Regions from separate parts of the Arachis hypogaea genome. Here region 2 is linked to region 1. A link is a contact called in public Hi-C data. All regions are on one chromosome and are shown on one strand. Each heading gives the region's core, a stretch centred on a gene start, on an enhancer-like site or on the middle of the called end of the contact. The rest is flanking DNA. Distances are from core to core; before and after follow the strand shown. Region 1 overlaps LOC112775992 (protein NRT1/ PTR FAMILY 5.2). Region 2 holds the start of LOC112777102 (disease resistance-like protein DSC1).

What was found. A called contact is a pair of places that touch in the nucleus more often than the background predicts.
Region 2: a contact with region 1 is called in a Hi-C map of an unstated tissue, with 10 times the contacts expected there. The contact joins the promoter of LOC112777102 here to the enhancer-like site in region 1. A contact is called at or near these places in 2 of 8 Hi-C or Micro-C datasets (leaf and an unstated tissue).

The regions. Positions count from the first base shown.
Region 1 is chr19:124,976,773-124,983,343 of arahy.Tifrunner.gnm2.J5K5, reverse strand. LOC112775992 (protein NRT1/ PTR FAMILY 5.2) reads right to left here. Exons shown (of 4, transcript XM_025819935.3): 3 at 6,059-6,571; 4 at 4,249-5,465. The coding sequence ends at 4,580. Among protein-coding and RNA genes, the nearest start is that of LOC112775992, 10 kb to the right of the region's middle. Within about 2 kb of position 4,068, at least 2 of the 3 cell types and tissues checked have open chromatin away from gene starts, as enhancers often do.
Region 2 is chr19:125,114,517-125,121,087 of arahy.Tifrunner.gnm2.J5K5, reverse strand. It overlaps LOC112777102 (disease resistance-like protein DSC1), which reads right to left and starts at 3,005. Exons shown (of 4, transcript XM_025821385.3): 1 at 2,396-3,005; 2 at 1-555. The coding sequence starts at 2,901.

The DNA of each region.
Region 1 (6,571 bases), core at 2,819-5,318:
ATACATGGCTGTGTCATCTTCTTCTTTCTTGTTCTGATTCTATTTTTCACGATTTATGAGATAAAATAAAATTGTCTCCTGCATAATCAATCTCGCTCCATTAGCATCTGGATGTCTTGAAGGATAGCTAAAATATCCTCCATTGAGAACTTAGATTTGATTGCTTGAATGAGTTTCCAATTATCAAATTTTATTGGAGTCTCGCCCATATGCAAAGTATTTACTATGATTATTACTTGTCTGATTGCCATTGCCTCTACTGCAATGCTTGAATTTATTTGAATGTTCCCTCAAAGTCTAAAACAATTATTTTTATGTTATCTCTGACTACAATAGATATTGTACCAAAACCATCTTCCTTCCTAAATGTTGCATCGATATTTTCCTTCAGCCAGTCAATAGGAGGAGGTCTCCATTTCACCAGGCTTCTTCTGCTCTTTGTTTCTCAATTCTTTATTTCTACTTTTTTTTCTTTTGAGCTCCAGTAGAGGTTTTGAAGGATTTTTGCTGTCCTAATTGTCCATATTGGATTGATTTCTTGCTGCTGAAGAGATTGTCATTCTTAGTATTCCATACTTCCCACATCCAAAATCCAAGCTTACTAATTCTCTTCTCTGGCTCATCATCTCCTACTACTTTGATTTTTTTTTTATACTTTTTGAAATCCAACTTTTAATAGATGTGGTTGTCTCTTTAGTTAGAATACCTTGACACTCAGTCCCAAACCATGTAGCTATTACCCAATCACATAAAAGTAAAGCGTACTCCACAACCTCCACTTCTTTAGAACAAACTTGGCAAACTATGCTTGGTAGTATTTTTCTTTTGTATAGGTTGTTATTCACCGGCAATATGTTTTGATTTGCTCTCCATAACAACATTTTATTTTTTATGGGATATCCACTTTCCATATTTTCTTCCACACATCTCTTCTATCTCCACTTGTGGGTAGATTTCTTTAGTTCAATTCCTAACTTACTTTTTTAGCCACGTAATATCCTATTTTGATTGTGTAACTCCCATCTTTTCTCCATGGCCAATAGAAGCAATCTTCTTTATTTACTACAAAAATAAGGATTCTTAAAATTATTCTGCTGATCTCGTGGAAAACATGCCTATAATTTTTCTTTCGTCTCATCCTTCCCCCCTCCTTAATCAACTCGCTAACCTTGGTTGCATCCATACTTTCTGCATTTAGAGCTGTATTCTTTCAGTGATCTAATTATCTTTCCAAATGCACACTTTTAAACCATCCCTTGTGCTTCACTTGCCTCTAATTTTAAGTAGCTCTCTCTTATGCAAAATGATTATCCAGACCCATGATGATTCTTTTTCCTTTTTTTCTATCCAAAAATTGCCTTTCGAAAAGTATATTGATTTAAGAATCTAAATCCAAATTGAATTTGGGTTTTTGATGGCTTTCCAAGCTTGTTTTGCAAGATGGACAGTGTAATGTATTCTCAGATCCTTAAATCCCAATCCCCCGTCAAGCTTAATCTTTATAATGAATTCTCACTTTTTTCGATGGATATCTTAGTCCCTTTCTGACGTTTTCCACCAGAACCGTGCTACTTTTGTGCATATTCTCTTGTAGAACTGTTTTGAAATTTTTATGATGTTCATAGCATATGATGGTACTGCTTATATTACTGCTTTGATCAAGGTTTTCTTACTTGATTAGTTTAATAGCTTCTCCTTCCATCTTTTCAATTTATTCATTATTCTCTCTTCAATCCATATTAGAGCTCTACTTTGAGATTTTTCCTAAATAGCTGGAAGTCCAAGATACTTTCTAGTTGTTTTCTATGTTGCCATGCCTAGTATCTCTTTAATGTTAGCCTTTTTTTAAATTGACACTTAGCTTTCAAAGGTGACACCTGACTTATTCAGATTTATTCTTTGTCCAGATGCTTCTGTGTATTCATTCAGCACTTAAATAATCTATAAATATCTTTCTCTTTGCCTTTTGCAAAAATAATACATTCATCTGCAAACAAAAGATGAATAATTATCAAAGTTGTTGGAGCTATCTTTAATCTGGAGATACTGCCTTCGTTTTGTGCTTCCAGCATCAAAATAGTAAAATACTTTAGCTGCCAAAATAAAAAAAAATAGGGAGATAGTGAATCCCCTTGTCTTAAGCCTCTTTACGGCTTGATCTTCATGGACAACTCGCCATTGACTTTGAATTTGTAATTGGCACTTCTAACACACTCCATCACCAATCTCACCCTTTTTCATTAAATCCAAAGCACTTTAGTACGTTCTCAAGGAAATTTCATCCTAATCTATCATACATCTTATTCGTGTCTAGCATGATTGCCATGTTCTCATATTTTCTTTCCTTCTTATTCAGGCTATGATATACTTTTTTATACGATTACCACATTATCTTAAATTAATCTTCCTCCTACAAAATGCACTTTGAATTGGTGAAACTATATCCTCCATTAGATCCTTCAGTCTTAGCACTAAGACCCTTGATTTAATCTTGTATATAAAATTATAACAGCTAAAAGGTTTTAATTGATTAAGTCCTTCCAAATTCTTTATTTTAGGAATCAAGACCATTGTAGTTTTACTAAGGGTGGCAAACGGGTCGAGATCCGTCGGACCAACCCACGTAACCTGCCAAAAAATGCGAATTGGGTTAAAAATTTGAAACCGCCAAACTTAAAAGCCTGTCTAACCCGCACCGCATAATCCGTCAGGACCTTTTTTTACAAATTTCTATAATATTATTTATCTACAAGAAGATGAAGATGATAATTGAAGATGATCTAAACTATATTTTGGATTATGTTTTATGTTTGATTGATTATAAACTTGAAGATGTTTAATTATATGTTTTAGACAATGTTTGTTTTGCTTTGGACAATGTTAGTTTTATTATTTTGTTTCAAAAAATTTGGTTTATGATTAAGTCTATTACATATTTATAATTAGGGTAAAGTATACTTTTTGTCCTTGAAGTTTGACAAAAATTTCAAAAATACCCCTAAGTTTTATTTTGTTTCAATTTTGTCCCAAAAGTTTTCGATTTGCATCAAATATATCCTTAATGGCTAATTTTTCAAAAAATTTAAGACCAATTCAACAACAATTTTATAAGAATAATCCTCAACGCAAGCAAATCAAAATCATTTTCATGCATTATTGTTAGATTGGTCTTAAATTTTTTAAAAATTTAGCCGTCGGGGGTATATTTGATGCAAATTGAAAACTTTTGGGACAAAATTGAAACAAAATAAAACTTAAGGGTATTTTTGAAATTTTTGTCAAACTTTAGGGACAAAAAGTATACTTTACCCTTATAATTATAAAGACTTTAATATTTGTGAATTTAAAAATTATAATATCTTTAGAAATTATAAATTTATTAAAATATTATAAAATTATATATATTTTTAATATTTAATGGTTTATAAAAAAAAAGATTTGGCAGATTTGACTCGTTAACTCGTCAACCCGCCGTTAGGCGGGACGAGGAAAAAATTCAAGATCGCCTCACTAGGCGGGGCAGGACGGGCCAGCCCGCCATATAGCAGGCTTTTAGCAAAATGGGAGTAGGACGAACTTTCCCATTTACCACCCCTAAATTTTACTAATGAATTTCGACAAATGCCCGCTTTTAAAAAAGCCCTTTGACGACTGCACATATTTCTTTTTTAATTACCTCTCAATATTTTTGATAGAATAACTCATTTAACCGAATTGGTCCAGGGGCTTTAAAATCCCGAAAACTAAAAATTACTTTCCTGATTTCCTCTTGTGAGACCTCGGAGATTAGCCTTCTGTTCATTTCTTCCATGACCCTCACTAAAATCTTGTTTAGGTTGTCATATCTTTGCCTTCTGGTGGAAGTGAACAACCCTTCTTTTTTTTTTTTTTTTTGTCAGAACCCTTCAAAATGCTAATGTTTCTTTTTCCATTTTTGGGCTAGAAAATAGTGTATTTCTAGACTTGGGCTGAGATTAATTGGGCCACCTTCCATGATCTGTTCTGCTTCTTTCAACAAATTTATTCGAAACCGCCTTTCATTCTCTGTTCTGCTTCTTTCAACAAATTTATTGGAAGTGCCTCTCCCCTAAATTCCCCAATGCATTGACCAAACCCAAGTGCCGCAAACCACAATGCTGTTGACCCAAAAAGCTTCGATCCGAAAGACTAGATTGTTGATTTTCTGTTAACCCCAAAAAGATAAAATAAAATGCTTTCATGTCATAGCAAATGTAACAGAATTCAAAATGACAAAATCTAACCTTATAGATTCTTTTCTTCAACATTTTATTTTACAAGTTATTGGTTAAAAAAACCTACGATTTCTAAAAAAAGAAAGAAAAAGGGATTAAAACTGAAAAAAGTGTCAAACACATTACACATCCCTTTTTCTCTGAATCTTGTCCTTGTTCTTCTTTTATATCAGCCTGAGATATTTCATATTTCTCAAACACTTTACAGAATAAGGAGAGAAATCATCACACACACTAAACCCTCAAGAACTATATAACATTTAACCATATTTTCTTTTGAATTGGCTTCCAATTCGCAAAGTTGTATACCAATTTTATCTACTCTATTAGTCTTTGGGATTCACATAGTTATTAGACACAGTCACTTTCTTCTCCTCCAACTCCTTTGCAAGCACTTGTATGGAATCAGAAACCTCTGCTCTGTACACATAGAACCTTGAAACAAATAGGAAGAAAATAAAGTTGAGGAAATTCAGCAATGCAAAAAATGCATAGTAGTAATCAAGATGTGACTCATTCAAGTTGTTCAATATCCACCCTCTATGACCATGTTCCTGAGTAAGCCGTGCCACGGTTGATAAAAGGAAAGAGCTTATGAAATTCCCAACTCCTAATGTAACAGAGGAATATGCAGTCCCAAGGCTCTTCATGTTTTCCGGTGCCTGATCGTAGAAGAACTCGATTTTTGCAACCTCCAAGAAGGCGTCGGCGGTTCCCATGAGTATGAACTGTGGAAGCAAAATGAATATGCTTAAAGGAACCTGTGCACCACTTTCTACAACACCATGATTTCTTGCAACCTTAAGCCTATAATTCTCAGTGATTGATGCAACGGTCATGACCAAGATGTGTAAAACAATGCCAATTCCCATTCTTTGAAGGAGCCTGATCCCTCTTGGGTTCTTGGTGAACCTTCTTATGATCCGCACGAAGACACGGTCGTAGAGGACGATGCAGGTGAGCAAGGAGATCGTCACGAATGCGCCTAAGCTCGCCGGGGGAATCTTGAAGCTTCCGATGTGTCTGTCAAGGGTGGTTCCTTGCTTCACAAACAATGTGTTTACCTGAGCCATCATTGTGCTTGGAACAAACGTTGCCATCAAAATTGGAACCATCTTTAGCATTTGCTTTGTTTCTTCTACTTGTGTCACAGTGCATAGCTTCCATGGATTGTTGGTTGAACTTGTTTTCACACAAGCCTTGTCAAGGAACCTTCATTTACATACATTATTTATTTTGTAAGCACATCAGAATTGCATGTATAGAAAAACATGTGTTACTCTTATATTAACTTTTACTCAAACATATAAAAAATTTCAGTTTTGTCTAAAACAATATTTTGGCTACATTTGTATGTATTTTTCTGTTTTAGACACAGCATTCGCATATGTTATAAGACACAAGTACGTAACAGAATGGCACAAAGATGTTTTTGTAACTTGAGACAAGAATTAAACAATGCATTAATAAATATATTTTGTATTCTATGTTAGTTTAAAAAGTAGAGACAAAAAAAATAATTTTTTTTATCCCTTTATTTTTATATTTTCCTCGTGTCTTAACAATTTAAATGCAGTTTTAGTGTTGGATTAATAAAAAATTCAAATACATTTAGTTTCATTTCTTAAAGAGGAGTTTTGGAGTAACGATTGAGTTGTCTCTATGTGAGCTCAAAGTCACACATTCAAATCGTGAAAATAGTCACTGATATAATTATTTAGTTTCGTTTCTTGTAAAAGATGATTTAATATACGAATATACAAGACAAAATAGTAACACAGAAAGTAGGGTAGAAAATATTGTACCTCAAATTTGGGGTGGAATCAATCCGATAAGTCCCTTTCTTTGCATAGTCCTCGACATCAAGTTCATAGAATTCTTTAGTATCTTTAGGAATAGGCACATTCCATTTCCTGAAAGCAGCAACTATGACCCTAGCCATTCTAGTGAAGGTACTCCCTGCAGGCACCTTGTGCCTATAAAAGGGAGTCCCTGACAAGAATATCATGATTGAAACTAAAAGGCCAAGTGTTGGAAGTGCATAACCAAGGCTCCAACCCACGTTGTCTTGAATATAGACCAACACAGTGTTTGCAAAGAGTGTCCCAAAGAAGATGCTGAACATCCACCAGTTGAAGAAGGATAGCTTGTGGAGCTTCTCCTTTGGATGAAAGTCATCAAATTGGTCAGCACCAATGGTGGAGATGTTGGGCTTTGTTCCACCTGTTCCAACTGCTAGAGTGTAGAGTGCACCATAGAACACTGCTAGTTGGAGTGTGGACGCTTTGCCACATTTTGTTATGTCTTTGTCAAAGCAT
Region 2 (6,571 bases), core at 1,756-4,255, 140 kb before region 1:
TAAACATCATATTCATCAACCATTATTCCCCTAAGCAAATCCTTATTTCTTGTAGTTATAATGAGTTTACTCTCTGGACTTGCATATCTAAATTCTTCACACAATACTTCTACTTGTTCTAAATTATCCACATCATCAAGCACAACAAAAATCTTTTTGTTACTAAGCCTCTTTCCAATTAATAATGTGGATTCTTTAGAGTTTTGATTTTCATCCTTTAGAAGCTCAGAAACCATCTTCTCTTTTAAAGATTCTATGTTTTGTGATGCTTCTTTCACATTTTCTATGAAGCAAACACTGTCATATAAGGGAAAGTGTTGGGAAAAAAGGATTTTTGCGATGGTTGTTTTACCTATCCCGCTCATACCGCAAATTCCGATTACTTGAACATTTCCAACTAACAAATTACCTCTGTTTTTTGACAGCAACAATTGCATCTCTTTGAGGATTTTGTCAAATCGAACAAGGTCTTTGGATTTTAGTTCCTTAGGGAACCTTAACTCCAGCATTTCCAATACATCTCCGACCATTTTCTCAATGACTTGAGATTGGTTCCTAGTGAAAAAGCAAGATTAAACGGAGGATTAAATTAACTTTAATTTCCACTGAAAAGATTAAATAAACCAATACTTAATTTCTTTTGGCGGAGAAACCAATACTTAATTAGTAATTATACATTACTCTAGCCACGAAACTACTATTACAGTATTACTCTTTTTTTTAAAAAAAATTAAAATATAGATAATCAATTAAAACTAAATAGTAAATTTGGATTCTAGACACTACACATATATAGAAGTCATTAAAAAACGATTTTTTATGTTTATCTATTACCAAATGTAATTAATATAAATTTTTGTTTATATATTAACTTCCTTATATATCAAAATAATAGATAAACTAATCCATAACAGAAGTGGCGTCTTCAGACTTAATTAGATTTTAATGTATAAGAATGCTTAACTATTTTTGTTTTACATATCTTCATTAAATTTAAATTATAAATAAATAATAAAACTAATGAAAATATAATAATAATAATTATTTGTAAAAAATGTAATAATTATAAAATAATATTTAATAAAATAGAAATTATTAAAAATATACGAATAATTTATTTTTGTCTATTTTTTCATTTTTAACAAATTATATATATGAGACTGAAGAAATTATAAGGAACTAAAGGTATAGTGCCTAAACAATATAATATCTCAGCACTCTATGTGTTATTTTACGATTTTTAAATGGGTGAAAAAATTCTCATCCAGCTGTTTTCATGTAAAGTTGATAGTCGAAAATTATTAGATAATAATCTAGTCAAATCTATTAAATCATATAATAATTACTAACTGCATGTGAGTCTTCGCCGCCTTTTAAATATTGTATATCATTGAAGTTCTGTTCTGAAAAAGTAAGTTTATTCTCTGTTCCTTCTCTATTATTTTTTTCTTTTATTAATGACAACAAATATGCAAAATATTGATAAGGAGAAATAATATTGATAAAGAGAAATAACAGTTGAACAACTATATATAAAAAAAATTAAAAACCACAGATTTTTTTTTTCCTTCGTAAGTGAACTTTTGAAGTTGCTTCATCGCATAGTGTTTGGCGAATGTACGTCATTTCTCAAATATTAATTATTCAGATCTGTGCCAAAATTTTAGTAGTAAGATCTAAGCATAAATAATGAATAAACTTTTTCAAAGATATTTAGACATACTAGAATTACTCAATTTAAAGTTATCATATATCCTTTGATTAGTTTGCGCAAAAGCAAGGGCTTTAATAAAATATGTTTGTTAATTTTATATATAATAACGACTAAGGAACATAACCTTTAATATCCTTTCACATCAAGAAATGAAAAACAAATAGAATTAATTTTTTTAATTAGAATAAAAATTTTTGTTACAAATTAATTAATCTTCCATATCCAATATTTAAACAGTTATACAAATTGAAGAATTATAATGAATAACATTGTATAAAATAAAAACTCAATTTTTGAACAATGAAATTTTTAAACAACATAAACAACCACCAATCAAATAAAAATACACTACACCCTAATTTAATGCTACTAATTAAATTTATTCTTTTAACCCTATTAATTCACATTGTTTACACATTGTTCAAAAATCTTATTGGTTACCTATACTTTTCCAATTTTTATTATTCCGTTTTCTATTTTAGGTTACATATTTAAAACGTGACAAAAAAACAATAATTTAAAAGCTAAAATGTTATAGCGTAAGAAGAGTTTGCATACAAAAACTATTTTCATGTGAATTATCTAAATTACACAAGAATGACAAATAATGTAATGCATGGTAGGTGCATGAAAATGAAACTTCCAAAATTTATTGTTACACAAGAATTAACTAGTACTCACTTATTGCTTCGAGTGTACCATCCAGATATATTAGCAGCTTCAGTGAGTGCACCTTTCCATTGAGACAGTTTCTTCTGAACATCTTCTTTGTTGATGATGTTGTCTTTTTCATCCAACAACAAGCACCGTTCATGTTTTGCAAATGCTTCTCCGTATGTTCCACTCTGATTCCGTACATCACAAGGATCAACATTGTAAAACAGAGGTATAACCCCCATTCCCTCGGTTCTTCGGCATTCGAGTATCTTCCCAAGTTCTTCCAAACACCATTTGGAAGACGCGTAGCCCTTTGTGAAGATCACAAAGGCTACACTGGAGTTGTGGATGGCTTCGCGAAGCGGCGGCCATATCGCATCTCCGGTTCGGAGGTAACTATCAATGTATATTTTAATGCCTGCTTGAGTAAGTGCTGAGTTTAGGTTATTAATGAAGTTGATTTGGGTGTCCCCGCCTTTGTAGCTCACAAAAACATCATATTTTTTTGGAGAAGAAGGAAACAACTCCATTAATATAATTAATCTCTTAGTCTATAATAATGTGGATACAGTCAAGAAAGTGTAGAGAGAAATGAACGAACTAATTAATACACTCTTGAACGATGGAGGAGCATGAATAAGGGTTTAGGATATATGCGTTTATATAAAGAGACTCTAACGCGGGGGGGACAAATATTTTAACATGATAATGGGACCCCTTATTTAACCACAAGTAGAACGTGAGAGAATGATATATCATATATGGGACATGACGCGGCGAATTTATTCGGAATAAAGATTCATTATAAATAAACGATTTATTTGATTAAATTAAAGACTTTGGGGAATCGTAAATCGTAATTTCTAGGAGTGACAAATGGATCAATCATCAATCTGTTTTATCTCCACTCGTAACAAACTAAAACCCCTTAAGACAAAATCATAATAATAATAATAATAATAATTTAAAATCCTTACAAAAATGCAACTTCCATACTAAAATCAATTATTTTTATTTTTAATATATATTTTATATTAATTATTAATTTTAGTGATTAATTTTAATAGACACTATAGTTAAAACTGTAAATTGTAAAGTATTGGTTTAGCTAACTTGTACTTTCAAAATAAATATTAAGATTATAAATTAAAAAATATTAAAAATACAAAAAAAATTAAATTTTTAATATATTTGTTTTGTATTTATTAAAAACAAAAATTTAGAAACTAATCTTATTACATGTCTTTTGAATAAATGTTTACTAAATCATATAAGTATTTAAGAAATAAAAATATATATTAGAGTCAATATTTATTTGGTCATTTTTGAAGCGAGCGAAAAAATTTCAAAAACAAAATTAAATTCTAGAATATAAAAATCTAAAGTATGTTAACTACTCTACCATCTCAATTTAACTAATAAAGTTTTTTGATATTACTGTTAGAAACAAGAGACTGAGAGAATAATATGAAAAGTGTATTATTGAGTTGTGATAGAAAGTACAATATACAAGAGGTATTTATAGCTGCTAAATGAATCAGAGTAATAAAGGCATAGAATCCTATAATTAATATACAGATATACTACATAAATATAGACGATACTAATTGATCCTAATTGATGCTAATGATTCTCTAACATTCCCCCTCAAACTCAAGTGGGAGCTAAGGATACCAACTTGAGTTTGGATAACAAAGTCCGAAAGCGAGTCGGGTGATGAGCTTTCGTGAAGATATCAGCAGTCTGATCCAGTGTCCCAACGGCAATGAGACGAACAGTATCAATAAGGATACGTTGTCGAACAAAGTGACAATCAATCTCAATGTGTTTGGTGCGTTCATGAAACACATCATTATGGGCAATCTGAATAGCACTGCGGTTATCACAAAACACATCAGTAGGAGACGACTGAGGAGCACCCAGATCTTCGAGAAGCCAACGAACCGAGATAACCTTAGCAGTGGTGTCAGCGAGGGCACGGTACTCAGCTTCTGTGCTTGAGCGAGCAGTGAATGTTTGCTTCTTAGCACGCCAAGAGATGAGAGCGTCGCCAAGAAACAAACAGTAACCAGTAGTAGAACGACGATCAGTGGGATCACAGCCCAATCAGCATCAGAGTATGCCTGAAGGGTCAAAGAGGAATGGGCAGAAAAATGAAGGCCATGAAATAGAGTGCCTTTGACATACCGAAGAATGCGAAGAACTGCCGCATAGTGAGTAGTACGAGGAGCTGACAAGAACTGGCTGAGGACATGAACCGGATAGGCAATGTCTGGTCGGGTGACAGTCAAGTAGACAAGACCTCCAACTAACTGGCGATAAAGTGTCGGATTATCCAAAACAGTGCCATCCATAGGGGTAAATCGAACATTAGGCTCAAGAGGAGTAGACTCAGTGCGACTATCTGTAATCCCAGCGCGAGCAAGAAGATCTGAAGCATACTTAGCCTGAGAGAGATAGATGCCATCATCGGTGGAGATGACCTCAAGACCAAGAAAATACCTGAGAGAACCAAGATCTTTCATCTCAAAGGTACGGTGAAGTGAGGCCTTGAGAGCAGAGATACCATCAACATCATCCCCAGTGATTATCATGTCATCAACATACAAAAGTAGAAGAACAACTCCACGTTCGCTTTTACGAATGAAGAGCGCATTCTCATGAGGGCTAGAAGTAAAACCAAGACTGCGTATGGTAGTGCTGAACTTGTCAAACCATTCACGAGGAGCTTGCTTAAGTCCATAAAGTGCCTTGCGAAGGAGACAAACCTTATCAGAAGGACAAGGATATCCCGGAGGTGGTTTCATATAGACTGTCTTTTTCAAATCCCCATTAAGAAATGCATTCTTCACATCCATCTGACTGAGAGACCATTTTTTAACTGCGGCAATGGCAAGAAGAGCTCGAACAGACGTAAGGCGAGCGACAGGGACAAAAGTCTCTTCATAATCAATACCATACTCTTGCGTACAACCTTGAGCAACCAAGCGGGCCTTATAACGGTCAATAGAGCCATCAGAGCGAGTCTTGATCTTGTATACCCATCTACTGCCCACAACTTCCTTATCAGAAGGAGGATCAACCAGATCCCAAGTGTGTGCTTTTTCAAGTGCCTGTAATTCTTCTTGCATTGCTTGTTGATACCATGTTAGAAACAAGAGACTGAGAGAATAATATGAAAAGTGTATTATTGAGTTGTGATAGAAAGTACAATATACAAGAGGTATTTATAGCTGCTAAATGAATCAGAGTAATAAAGGCATAGAATCCTATAATTAGTATACAGATATACTACATAAATATAGACGATACTAATTGATCCTAATTGATGCTAATGATTCTCTAACAATTACGATTATGAATAAATAAATTAATTCTAAAAAATTTTTATTGATCGAACAATTTTACTGCTTAAATTTTGTTACAATTTTATGTTTTATGTGTTTAATTTATTCTTCCAATTTTATGTAAAATGTCGATTTTATCTGCCTTGTCCACTACTAGTCATTTTTCAAATGGATATAAGGATATTGGTATGTTTAAAGTTTAAACACTCAACATGCATGCTGGAGGCTAATTAGCTGTATTGCGTGACTAACTGAAATTAAACACACGTATTAAAAAAGACAACACATATACCAACTCTATATAAAGGTTATTTTTAAAAGGTGTTATAGATATAATTATTCATTAAATTATTTTTTTATTAATTTAAATTTTTAAAAAATATAATTTTATAATATAATATTAAAATTTTATGTTAAAAAAATTTAGAATTCGATTCTTTGTAAATTTCAAAAGAAAAAAATAGTATAAAATAAATAAAAAAAATTTATACAAAAAAATAAAACAAATTCAAAAAAAAAATTTATTTAAAAGACCGTATTAGAGATATAACCATTCATATTATTTTTTCTTATCAATTTTAACTTTTAATAAAAATAGCATCATGACAAAAGAAACAGAATTTAATTAGAACAACGTACATTTTTATTTTTAAAATACTGTATAATTCATAGATATATATCACATTTTCATAATATAGAATGTGTGCCCAAAGCTTTTTTTTTCCTCCCTACTCTCTTCTATCAAATTTTCATGTTCCCTTTTATAATTTTGGATAGATTATAGAAAACTAAAAGTTAATTGATTACTTAAAAGAGAAAGGGAAAAAAAATGTCTATGTGCATTATAGATTTT